Regions from separate parts of the Mus musculus genome. Here region 1 is linked to region 2. The links are chromatin contacts, called in public HiChIP or PLAC-seq maps. All regions are on one chromosome and are shown on one strand. Each heading gives the region's core, a stretch centred on a gene start, on an enhancer-like site or on the middle of the called end of the contact. The rest is flanking DNA. Distances are from core to core; before and after follow the strand shown.

Region 1 (6,401 bases), core at 1,006-3,505, 38 kb before region 2:
AAAGTCCATAATTCATGGGTAGAGAACAAATCCAAACCCGATTTAAGTCTATGAGTGACTGCTAACTACCTATCCACATCTATGTATTTATACATCTATGTAATCATACATTCATCCACCCATCATTCACCCATCCATCCAACCATCATCCATCCATCATCTACCCATCCATCCATCATCCATCCATCATCCATCCATCATCCATCCATCCATCATCCATCCATCATCCATCCATCCATCCATCCATCATCCATCCATCCATCCATCATCCATCCATCCATCCATCCATCATCCACCCACTCATCCATCCATCCATCCATCCATCATCCATCCATCCATCCATCCATCATCCATTCATCCATCCATCATCCATCCATCCATCCATCCATCCATCCATCATCCATCCATCCATCATCCATCCATCATCCATCCATCCATCCATCCATCCATCATCCATCCATCCATCATCCATCCATCATCCATCCATCCATCCATCCATCATCCATCCATCCATCCATCATCCATCCATCCATCATCCATCCATCCATCATCCATCCATCATCCATCCATCATCCATCCATCCATCATTCATCTACTCATCCATCCATCCATCATCCATCCATCCATCACCCATCCATCCACCCACTCATCCATCCATCCATCATCCATCATCCATCCATCATCCATCCATCCATCCATCATCCATCCATCCATCATCCATCCATCATCCATCCATCCATCATCCATCCATCCATCCATCCATCCATCACCCACTCATCATCCATCCATCCATCATCCATCCATCCATCATTCATCTACTCATCCATCCATCATCCATCCATTATCCATCCCATCCATAGTACATCAGTATATTTTAGCATCTCCCTCTCTCTCTCTTTTGGAGAACAAACTATTAAATCCACAAATATTATTCTCTAGCATCAAAGATCCTAAGACTGAACCGTTGTAATTAGGTCCTGATTCTTCTTCCCTGTTCCATACTCCCAAAAATAAGACTCAGACTCAAAATATATTCACAAATATCTTGGCCATATATCTAGGCTCTTCTCTGGCTAGAATCATAATTTAAGATAACCCATTTATTTTAACCTACATTCTGCTAAGTGGCTGGTTACCTGTTGGTATGCTCTTACCATACAACTGTCTTGTTACATCTTCCCATGCCTGCTCTATTCCAGAGTGCCACCTTTATTTCCTGGCTAAGTCCTAGGCCACAGGCTTTTGAATTGACAGGAGATGCAATGCCACGCTCTCCAGTCAAGTCAGCGTGACAGGCTGAGGCTTGAAAGCTACTCATGAGGCAAAAGAGTTTCACAGAAACTCACTCCTGGAGTCTGGTGTTCTCTCTAACCCATACATTAATTTTCTATTCCCGAGTTAGTCTAGTGTATGGATCCACTTGCTCTCTTTTAGTATTACCCTATTATAAGTGCATTTTAAGCTTGAATTCTGACATAGCTAAAGCCAGTGTTCCAACAGTCCTAGAACGTCCTTGAGCTAGACAGTGACATTCAGAATAGCCTCTGGTATTACACTATCACTTAGAATAAAAGCCAAGTCGCTCCCATATGCAGGAATTTACAATGGTTTAGGAAGTAGATCGGGCTGTGGTTTTAAAGTATTGCATTATTCATGAGATGGTTAGCTAGAACCAAGACTTGGGTGTGAAAGCCCTTGCCCTAGGAGAGTAAAGACCTCACACCTGGCTTCTAAGACTATAGCTGAGTTACACCCATACACACGTATTTACAATGGCCTAAGGAGAAGGTGGACTATACAATAGACTAAAATAGGAACTATGGCAAGCGCATGAAGCCCTTGACCCTGGCTTCTAAGATTAAGTGAATCTTAGGTGGAGCCCTTGCTGATCCCAGTTGTTAACAATGAATTCTATCCCAGGTGGTTCCCGTTAGACCTTCTGTGTTTGCATTCCTCTGTTTTATGTAAGAATCCAGTAACCTCTTTGTACCTTGCTGGTATGTCACCCAACTTCCTTATTGTCTTCTGCATAAAAAGTCTGATGCTGGATTTGACATTACATTCAGATACTACACAACCTCTCCTGTGTGCATCTGTCTATCAATTCATCCGACGCTTTGCCCACCCGAGACTAGAGACCCGTTCCACGAAGACAAAGGGGCCCAGAGAGTCTGTGGCAATGCAATATGTACAATACATAAGCTATTCTCTCTACACTGAGCCCCAAAGACAACCACCCTCTCAGCAGAATCTGACACACCCCAACTCCAGAGTAAACAGATCTGGTCCACTCTTATGGTAGATAACTGAAATTCCACCTTCATGGAGCCACCCCTTTGCTTTATTCAGTTCTAGGAATTCATCCTAAGATATTTTCAAAGAGCAAATAAAATCCCAGAGTGCATTAGCAGTGCTGTTTGTCATATAAATAATTTAGAAACAACTAAGTAGAAGCTAATTGAACACATCCAGGTTTGGTTATATTGAAGATTATATGTGTGGTATTTGTCTTGTCTTTTTTTTTCCCCCTGCTATAACAAATACCCGAAACTGAGTAGCTTATTTAAGAAAAAAAGTATATATACATAATTTTAGTAGTCAGGTATAGTGGCACATGTCTTTAGTCTCAGCATTTAGTGGGCTGAGGGAGGAGTATGGTCAATTTAAGGCCAGACTGGACTACATAATGAGTGTGAGGCCAGCCTGGTCTACAGTATGAGTTACAGAACAGCCAGGGCTACACAGAGAAATCCTGTCTCCAAAACCCATTAAAAAATACAAATTAAAAACAAACAAACAAAACCTAACAACTATTGGGCACACATTCAAACCACATCCAGACCAGGAAATGTCAGATCACTTAACTATTTTTTAAATGAGCTAAGTCTTTAATTTTTTTTATCTCACTAGTCCTAAAATGAGGTATCTCTTTGTGCCTCATCTAAAACAATTTCTCCAACATATGAAGGAATCTATGTACAAGTGCACCACCCATATCCAAATCCATATAGGCCAACTCTGGAAGGGTAGACATGGAGGTGATGGAGGAGGGGGAGGAGTTGAACATGGGAGTCCCATTCGTGGAGAGGTTGATTTGTTTTCCCACACATCCCTAGGTCTGTCCTGGCCTCCATCTGCTCTTAAGCCTCCCTCTTCATCCAACTCCAGGGAGCCAGAGTCACTCAGGAGAGCCTTCCCTACTCATCTGAACATTTCACACTCTGCCAGAAATCCAGAGCTTCCACTGTTCTCTCAGAGAGCATGCCCCCTCCTCTCCATCTCTGTATCAACTGAGGGGTGTTGGGAACACTGAAGAAGGGACCAAAGAGGTGTCTTTCTTAGTGCTCTACTGCTGTGAAGAGACACCATGACCATGGCAACTCTTATAAAAGAAAACAGTTATTGGAGCTGGCTTACAGTTTCAAAGGTTTAGTCCATTTTCATCATAGCAGGGAGCATGCAGCACGCAGGCCGGCACTGTGCTGGAGAAGTAGTGGAGAGTTCTACAGCTAGATCCTCTGGCAGCAGAAGGGGAGAGACTCTGGGCTTGGAGTGGGCTTTTGAAACCTCAAACCCACCTTCAGTAACACACTTCCTCCAACAAAGCTACACCTCCTACTTCTTTCAAATAGTGCCATTTCCTAGTAACAAAATATTCAAATCTATGAGTCTAGGTCGGTCATTCTTATGTAAACCACCATAGTGACCTAGAGTGTGCTCTGAAGTGGAGATGGATGGAGAAATATTTGTGATCCAATCCTAAATTCTTTCTCATAAACTATCTACAATTTATATGTAGACAAATTGCACTAGTGTTCAAGCACAGTACATTACCCATCCACCTATACCTCTATCCATTCATCCATCAATACATCTATCCATCCACTCATTTATCCACCCATCCGTCCAAACACCCACCCATCCATCCATCTATCCACCCTCTCATCTATCCACCCACTCATCTCTCCACCCACCCATCCATCCATCCACTCACCCATCCATCCATCCATCCATCCATCCATCCATCCACCCACCCATCCATCCACTCATCCATCTATCTATCCATCCATCCATCCATCCATCCATCCATCCATCCATCAACTCACCTACCCACCCACCCATCCATCCATCTATCCATCCATCCATGAAACATCATGGTGAAAGTGCAAACCAAGAGCAAGTTGGTATCTCGACCTAGCTATCGTGAATCATTGACCTCTCTGTTTGTTTTCTCATGGGACTACTAATACTATGAACCTCAGTAGTTGTGCTCAGCCCTAATGAGTTAGCACATGTGAAGTTCATGGGTCACTTCATGGCCTGGCTTCCATTTAGCCTTGCAGAAGTGTTTCCTTCATTTGTTACTCTATGTGCAATGTGCTGGAGACACTGTGGTAATAATACAGCCACAGCCCACGCCCATAGGGATTTACCAGCCCAAGAGACAGACATTAAACACATAATTACCATCAGCCTGTCTCCTGTGGAGAGGAAAAAAGTAAACAGTTAACTACAACACAATGTACTTAGCATTCCTAGGCTATACCGACTAGGGCTAGAAAAGGAGCTGAGTCCAAAGAGATGAATAAGGGGTTTCTTGGGTAAAAGCGAAAGACCTTTTCAGCCCATGGACAGAAGGGACAATGGTAGGGAAGCTCATGGAGGGATCCAACGTTCTGTGCATCTGTAAGGGACATAGGTAGGGAGTGGCAAAAACAGGGGTACCAGCACACAGCGGGAACCCGACACACAGGAAGCCTTCACTCTGTATCTCCTGCCAAGGGCTATGGGTACAGAAAATATCACTCACTAGGACCCCAGAGATGAGGCAGACAGAGAGGCAAGAGAGAGGCCATGAGGCTGAGAAGCCCAAGGTAGCACATCTTTCACAGAGAAAGCAGTGGTTCACAGGGGTCAAGGGCTATAAAGTGTAGCAAGCCTTCACTGGGATATGACATGCTCTTTCCCACACTATCATGCTCTGCCAGCAACAAGCGCAGAGGACCCTTACATTTATGTAGGACTGTATCTGGGACCTCAGGGGGCACACAAGAAATCAGAGATGAAGTCCATTTCCTGGATGCTTGTAGTCTAGGCTGGAAGACTTGTTTACAAGAACTAAGCATTTTCAGTGTTAAAAACTCCGCTTCTGGTTTCCATAGCTGTCCCCTGGATCAGTTCCCCAGAGTCCCTCCATGTGACAATGGAGGAACAGAATGAGTAGGTGTTCAGACCTTGTCTCTCTACTCATTAATTTCTGTGGTGGGCGGTGCTCAGTGTTTGCCAAGAGAGTTGCTGGTGGTAGCCTAAATACAACTGCAAATTTGCAAAATAAATGTTGCTGTAAGGAAGAAGGCATCCTAACTGTACAAACATTTCATTAGAAATGTCATGATGATAACAAAGACAAAAGATCAGGGAAATGCTGGCAGTCATAATTAGCATTTGTTTGTTTAATAGGTCAGATGCAAGTGCTCCCAATATGAAGAGAATCATTAACAAACAAATATTTCCCATCATCGAGACAAACGCTTGTTCCTTCGCCTTCCCGTTAGGTGAAGCCTTAGGGTGGGACAGAGAGGGACAGGAGCCAAAGGTTGGATTTTGGGAACAGGAAGTCACAGTGAACCAAAGCAGGGTGTCAGTGCCCAAGTAGGATGAGGCGCCAAGTCTAGGGAAGATGGCCTGGGCTTAGGTGTCTCCACTTCACAGGACAAGAGTGTGTCCCTGTAGTGGTGGTGGCAGGGTGGTGGTCAGAGCTGGCTTACAGGGGAGTGAGTCCAACAAGACTGGGGAGGCTGCTCTTGGAGAGGGAGGAGACTTGGCTCTATCTAAAAGATACAATCCTGAGAACCTTCTCTCAGTGCTACAGGGAGGTAATGCATAGGAAGAAAAAGCCTGTAACAAACCCTGGAGTTTCTGAACTCCATCGGGATCTATCCCTGTGAATCGTGGTTCCCATCGCCTAGAATTAGCTGTTTGTTTTATGTCAGGGTATCAGTTCTGTAGCTCTGACTAGTTTAGAACGCTCTATGTAGGCCAGGCTGGCCTTGAACCCACAGAGATCTACCTGCCTCTGCCTCTCAAGTCCTGGGGTTAGATTAGTGCTTTGCATAGCTAGATTTTAAGGAACGTAGGTGGAGATGGATAGATAGATAGATAGATAGATAGATAGATAGATAGATAGATAGATAGATAGATAGATAGACAGACAGAGCATGTATCTCCCAGCTCTGCCTGGAAGCAGAAGAATGAGCATATCTAACAACACATGGATAATTTTGGACTTAAAACACCTTGCACAGTTAAAATGAATTGAGATTCCTTGGGGAAAACTCATCCCGAGAAAGACTGTCCTCGTCTAGAGGACCCGGGCTCAATGTCCAGAACTCACATGGTGT
Region 2 (6,283 bases), core at 2,047-4,546:
GAATGTACACAAAGGTGGAAGGAGAAACCAACTCCACAAATGTGTCCTCTGCCTTCCGCAGGGCATTGTGGCACATGCATGCACACATACAATGATTTAAATTAAAAAAAAAAAAAAGTAAGAAAACATGGTTGGATTTTTCAGAGACCTGTGCCCGAATGGTAACCTCAAAGCTGCAAGTCATTTAGTGTCTCCACAAGTCAGTTTCCTTCAAGAGAGCCTCTGAGAGGAACCGAGCCACCGGCCTTCTGGAAGGATGAGAGAGATTTCCGAATGTTGAAGAACGCTTTAAAAGCTATAAAGTGAGGTACAAGTGATGAACTGCCTTAAGGCAGGCTGGAAAATCCTTAAAACCCAAATAACAAAATGCACTCTATTTTTTTTTTTAAATTGCAAATACCATCTAGCAATTTGGCAGATATCCTAGAAAGCCTGTAAAAATCTGTCAGGGAGAGGGGTACGTTTGGATTTCTACATCTGTCATCCTTTACTGAAGAAGGGAGATTGAATTGAAATAGACTGGATGCGTTCAGTCCTCTGTACCTGGTGTGGGCTTGCGGTGCACACCACATCCATACACACATACATACGCACACATGTGCACAGAGGTTTGTGGGACCGTGGGCCGTGCCAGGAAACTTGGTAAGGTTAAGTGGGTTGGAAGCCCTGGAACCCAGAGGGGTAGATAGGAGCTTTACTTGCTTCCTACCCCGCCCCTGTCACGTGACCATCCTCCCTCCTTAGTCAATAAGTTTTTCTTCCTGGATATCTCTGATTAACCTCCAGGAGGTGGAATGCACCCATTTTCCACAATGAACAACCAATACACAGTTTGGAACCAAGGACTGTCTCTTTCTTCAAGAACAGCTGTGGGGAGCACGGAGAAAACCTTTGTCTACAGAGCCTCATGGCTTAAGTGTCCCACAGAAGGCCCCTCTGCTCACCGCTAAGCACCACCACCGAACTAAGCTGGCGTTCCCCTTTCCCCGGCCCAGGACTCCTCAGCCCAAGGGCACAATTCTGTTCCCACTTCCCCTTGACCCAGCAGTGTCTAGATGTCCAGAAGTTTAGGAGCCCCTGGCCCTGTGGAGCCCCCGCCACACCTTCTGTTCCAGGCTCCTCTGCGTGGTTTCCAGTGGCGACTGGACACCCAGGAGTCAGGGAACTCCAGCTTTGGACTCCACATCTTAGGTTGTGTTTTCCCACCCCCTGAGCGATGTATCGGCGCGTCCCTCAAATCTAGCACCCAACAGTAGGTGTAGGGTAAATGCAGTCTTCAGTCTCCATGTTTCACCTGCCCAAGTGGTGTTCCCACGCCCTAGCAGCTGGGCAAAATGCGAAACCACAGAGGTTCTCGATTGAAAAGAATCCTTATTAGAAAGACCAGGAGGAGCAGCAATCTGCCATAGCCATGGGAATTCACCAAGTCTAGAAACAAGGGTGGCACAAGGAATTCAAAGGTTCCCAATTCAAGTGAGCAGGGGACTTTAGCTGCGTGTTGACACAGGAGTCCTATGTGACAGATCTTTCAGATATGCCCACGAACTTCCCCAGGGTTTCTTATTTACCCACACATATACATCACGCCAGGTCAAGGACCACCAGTTGAGCTCCTGGGATTCAGTCCCCATGACAAAAGGAACAGCTGAGTTTTTAAGGTTGTTCTTATATGAACTGCTATTGGAGGCTTGGTTCCCTGTAGGCAGTGTTTAGGGGCAGGACCTGTGGGAGGGAATTACATCCTGTGCGCTTGGACCTCAGCAGTGGGCTTTGGGAGGTGGTGGAAACCCCTGAAAGTTAGGCCTCTTTGGAGGAAGTTGGTACTTGGGGGTGGGCTAGGGATGGGCTGTTGTATTTCAGACCCGTCCTCGCTTGGCCCCGTTCTCGCTGAGACCCGTCCTCGCTTGGCTTTCCTGGCTGCTACGAGTTGAGCTGCTTCCCTCTCCCACCTGCTTCAGCCATGTTGAAAGATCCTGGAAACGGCCAGGTCAAAGGGCTATGGACTGGATGGATGGAACCTTTGACATCATAAGCCCAAATAAACTTTTCCTCCTTAACGTTGCTGCTCATGTCAAGGGTCTTGTTATATGAATGGGAAGCTAACACAAAAATTCTTTATCGGAATGTGTGCAAGCCCAGTCTAGCTTTCAGCTGGTTCTATCCTGCCTTGTCTTTCTGCCTCAGTTTCCCCCATCTGTTTAGTGGATGCTGCTTTCCTTCTGCTTCTTGCTCCTGGCTTTATTTCCCCCTCCTTTGACAGTGTTTAGCTACTTTGAAGGAACAACGCTCGCTCCTTCTGGACCAATCAGTGCCAACATGCTGCCTCCTGCCCTCCCTAGCACACATACATGTTCATGAAGTCAGGAAGATGGCTGTTAACGAACCCCTAGGTTAATCACACAGATAGGAAGAGACTTCCCAGAGTCACAGGGCTCTGCCTTCTGCACAGGTCAGAGGGTTTGTTCCCCCAGCCACCTATGACAAGAGAGCCTTGGCTCCCGCAGTGGGGACTGAAGCAAGCTCTCAATGTGAGTTTGCCTCACCTTCAGCAATCATCCCTCAAAAGCAGAGAGAGGCACCTCGAGCCCTGTGGTTATCTGGCCAACACCCCTAGGCCTGCATTGGCTTGGTCTGTCCTCCCCTCATGCCAGCCCTGAAGTCTCTGCCACTAGCTTCATTTCCTCCTCCCTAGCAGGTTGTGGCCCAAAGTTGGCAGCCACTCAAAGCCTATGATTTCAATTTCCCCTTCTTTGCTTTCTCATGATCTTGGGGTTCTCAAGGTCTGGAAGGTGTCCTGAAAGGCCATCCCAGGAGGGTAGAGAAGCAATTCCACAACTCATGGTCCCCAGTGTCATATGCAGAGATTTGACTTTCAAGGGGAGGCCCTGGTGGCTTCTAGCAGAAAGCCTGTTAACTGATTTTGGCTTATAGCCCCCTGGAGCAGTTTCCTCAAACGCTTGGGCTGGGATAGGGTAGGGTGGGGTGTGTGGATGTTGCCTAGGGCAGAGAACTATGCCGCGTTCACGTTCCCTGCTGACTTACTGTTGGTTTGAGATGTCTGGACTAGAGTCCACACACAATTCTTCCTTTTGTTTCCTCAGCCTTGCAGAGCGAGCTTCCTTCTGAAAGGCATAAAGCTCTCTTTCTTCAGCTCACAGGGGCTTCTGGGGCTGCCTGTCGCCACCGCCACTGCCACCAGCTTGCTCTGCCCGGCTCAGTCTCTGATCTACATGCCTGGGCACAGCCCCAGGCACCACTGGCTGCTACAGCTCTGCTACCCTGCAGCCAATGCTCTCAAGGCCTGTACTGGGGTGGAGACTTCCATGGCAGGATGCCAGTCCTGGTTCTTAAAGTCACAGAGCCCTCTAAGGTTACTTCCCTTTGCGGGAGTTTCTTGCTTTCCCCGGGCAGCAAGGAAGCATGACACAAAGGCATGGCCATGATGATTGGAAAACCTGCTGCAGCAGGGTGGAAGTCCCAAAAATTCTAATGTCACAGACCTAGGAACTCACGTAAGCCCTGAGGAGTTTCACAACTACCCTGGTAATTCCCGTGTGAAGCCAGACTGGGATTGCTGTCTGTGCTGTCCAAATGTCAGACTGCACTGGGTCATTTGAGGTACAGGCGAAAATGCAGGTGTTGACCCGAGCGAGAGTCAGGCTCTTGCAGATCAATGGCTGCTAGCCCTGGGGCTGTGCTGGGTTAGGCAGGGTAAGTTGCTCTCCAGCATTCAATGTTCCCTGGACTCATCTGAGATAATAGGAACGCAACACTAGGCCAGTCTCTAGCACTCAGACTATGCTTGAAAGACACGGGCAGGCCTGTGGGGGTTTTTCCTCCCTTGGTCTGAATGCTTCCTCTGAGGAAGAGCAGGTTCTGCTTTCTCTTGCCTCAAAGCTTTCAGGACTTCCCTTCAGAGCCAGCCTTAATCCCAACCACACAAGGTTCTAAAGCAGATGGTGCCAGCCAGTCTCTGTGGTTTCACCTTCCCTACCGCTCCCGAGCCTCATACCCCAACCCCAGCACAAACCACACACGTAAGCACAGTGCAGGTCCTTTTGGTGCCAGCCTTGGCATGTCTCTTCTTGGGTCACTTTTCTAATTCTTTTTCTCCAGTTGGTTAACTTCTCCCCCTCCTGGAGGAATTGGGATGGGTGTGCCTTGCCCTTTGTTATAAGACAGAGAGAAGACACCATCTGCACCCCACGACCACCACCAAAACCAAAAACCCAGACTTCCACAGGATACTTGAATCCACTGGCACCTTGATCTTACTTAGCCTTCCCAGTCTTGACTTGTGAGAAATAAATTTCTGCTCTCTACAAGCCATCCAGCTTGTGGTATTTTGTCATAGCAACCTGAATAAATGGAGACAAAGACATTGTGCTGAGTGAAATAAGGAGAATGTCTTAGTTAGGGTTTTACTGTGAACAGATACCATGACCAAGGCAGCTCTAATAAAGGACAACATTTAATTGAGGCTGGCTTACAGGTTCAGTCATTATCATTAAGGCAGGAGTATAGAACCATCCAGGCAGGCATGGTACAGGAGGAGCTGAGAGTTCTACATCTTCGTCCGAAGGCTTCTAGGAGAAGACTGGCTTCCAAGCAGCTAGGATGAGGGTGTTAAAGCCCAGGCCTACAATGACACACTTCCTCTAATAAGGTCACAACCCCTCCAACGAGGCCACACCTCCAAATAGTGCCACTCCCTAGACCAAGCATACTCAAACCACCACAGAGGAGTCCATAATTCTACCTGTAATAAGGTACCTAAATCAGCCAAGGTCATCACTGGGACAAAAAGTAAACCAGTAGATAGGAAGGTGTGGAGGAGTTACCGTTTAATGGGTCCAGACTTCAGTATAGGATAATGAAAAGGTTCTGGAGCTGGACACAGTGACAATGGTTATGAAACACTGTGGATGTAACTCAGGCAATCAAGCTGCCATCATACAATAGCTTATTAGATATCTAAATTTTAAGGACACGCCTAACCTGTACCCCTCAGGAGGTGATGGTTTGCAGACGGCAAATGTCCAAGGCCTGAGGCATGTGTCCTTTCCACTTTTCTAGAGGCTTAAGGATGAGACTCGGAACTCCAGAAAGTAAGACTGTGTGGTTGACCAGAGATGCAAAGAATGCCAAATATTTACAGATGGATTCTTTGGCGGATGTGACGATGTAGGCAAAAGTTCTAAGGGGGAGAAATATCTCAACACTCAGTGTCAGAGTACACTCTGTAGGGAGAGCAATTGCCTACATCAGAGGAATGTAAAGGTACAGTCAGTTTACCTAGAAGTCTCCTTGCAAAAAATTGAGTAGCATTAAAATCTGGTAACAATCGCATGCTCACTATTGTAAGGTTAGGTGATTAGAAGGGGTCAATGGGAGATAGAAGTAAGAATTCAAGACTTTTTTTTCCCCCTCAAACCTAATTAGACAGGAAGATTCTAGACGCCATCATGCCTTTATTTTCCTCCAAATTCCTATGTTGAGACACCAACCTTCCATGCAATGGAATTTGAGGAAGCACTTAGGGCTAGATGGGCTCCTGAGCATGGGTCCTTCTGTGATGGTGTTAGTGCCTTTGTCAGGAAAGATACCAGAGAGCTTCCCTTCTTAACCACATGAACACCATCCACATACCACCACCACCACCACCACCAATCACAGCCTGATAGCCACTATATACTCTGATCTTCCTCTGTCTCAGGGCTTTCCCAACCAGCAGTCAATACCTCCCAGTGACAGCGCAACCCTAGGGCCAAAGCAGAGAGCAGGGCAGGGCTTCCTGTACCCACTCTGTAAACCTTCCTGCTTTTCCAGTGCCTGATGGCACCTGCCAGGCACTCTCCCCTGTGGGCTAGGCTCATTTCCCTCAGACTTGTAGAAAGGCTAAGCAGTCTGTCTCCAGTCTTGTGAATCCAGCCACTCTTGAGTCTCTTCAGGTGTCAGAGCCAAGGAGATAATGGTTCCTGCTGGAACAGGGTCCACGTGACGGGAGATATATGTGTGTTTGTACAAGTGTGCTTATGTGCAAGGGACCCAGGGTTTGCCATTTTCCAAAGTTCATTTCTTAGCCACAAATAATGCCCACTGGCACGGTAGCGCTTCCTGTTTTTCACAAATTAGTCATAGTAAAAACAGAAGGAGGCAAAGCCAGGCGGTTACTGAGTCTGTTTGCCTGTGGGGAATGCTGAGTTCCTCATGGTGTAGGGCAGGCAGAGGAGACCTGAGGAAGGCAGGGGTAGCCAGCTTCCTTCTGCACCCGCTGCTGGCC

What was found. HiChIP or PLAC-seq counts read pairs in DNA pulled down with a chosen protein or histone mark.
Region 1: a contact with region 2 is called in an H3K27ac HiChIP or PLAC-seq map of embryonic stem cells, with 11 read pairs. The contact joins the enhancer-like site here to the promoter of Dglucy in region 2. A contact is called at or near these places in 1 of 39 promoter capture datasets (macrophages), 1 of 15 datasets of contacts at CTCF or cohesin (the NIH/3T3 cell line), 2 of 484 Hi-C or Micro-C datasets (myocytes and nephron progenitors), 7 of 115 datasets of contacts at active chromatin or transcription factors (the 230-238 cell line, the HPC-7 cell line, the SCID.adh cell line and 4 more) and 4 of 9 other capture datasets (adipose tissue, embryonic stem cells, liver and 1 more).

Annotation. Positions count from the first base shown.
Region 1 is chr12:100,812,940-100,819,340 of GRCm38.p6, reverse strand. The region is part of intron 1 of Dglucy (D-glutamate cyclase); the gene reads right to left. Among named protein-coding and RNA genes, the nearest start is that of Dglucy, 37 kb to the right of the region's middle. Within about 2 kb of position 2,255, at least 5 of the 459 cell types and tissues checked have an H3K27ac peak or open chromatin away from gene starts, as enhancers often do. A contact at or near this core is called in embryonic stem cells, where this site is marked.
Region 2 is chr12:100,776,070-100,782,352 of GRCm38.p6, reverse strand. It overlaps Dglucy (D-glutamate cyclase), which reads right to left and starts at 3,296. Exons shown (of 13, transcript NM_145448.5): 1 at 3,043-3,296. It overlaps Gm40558 (a long non-coding RNA gene), which reads right to left. Exons shown (of 3, transcript XR_872933.1): 3 at 4,608-4,639.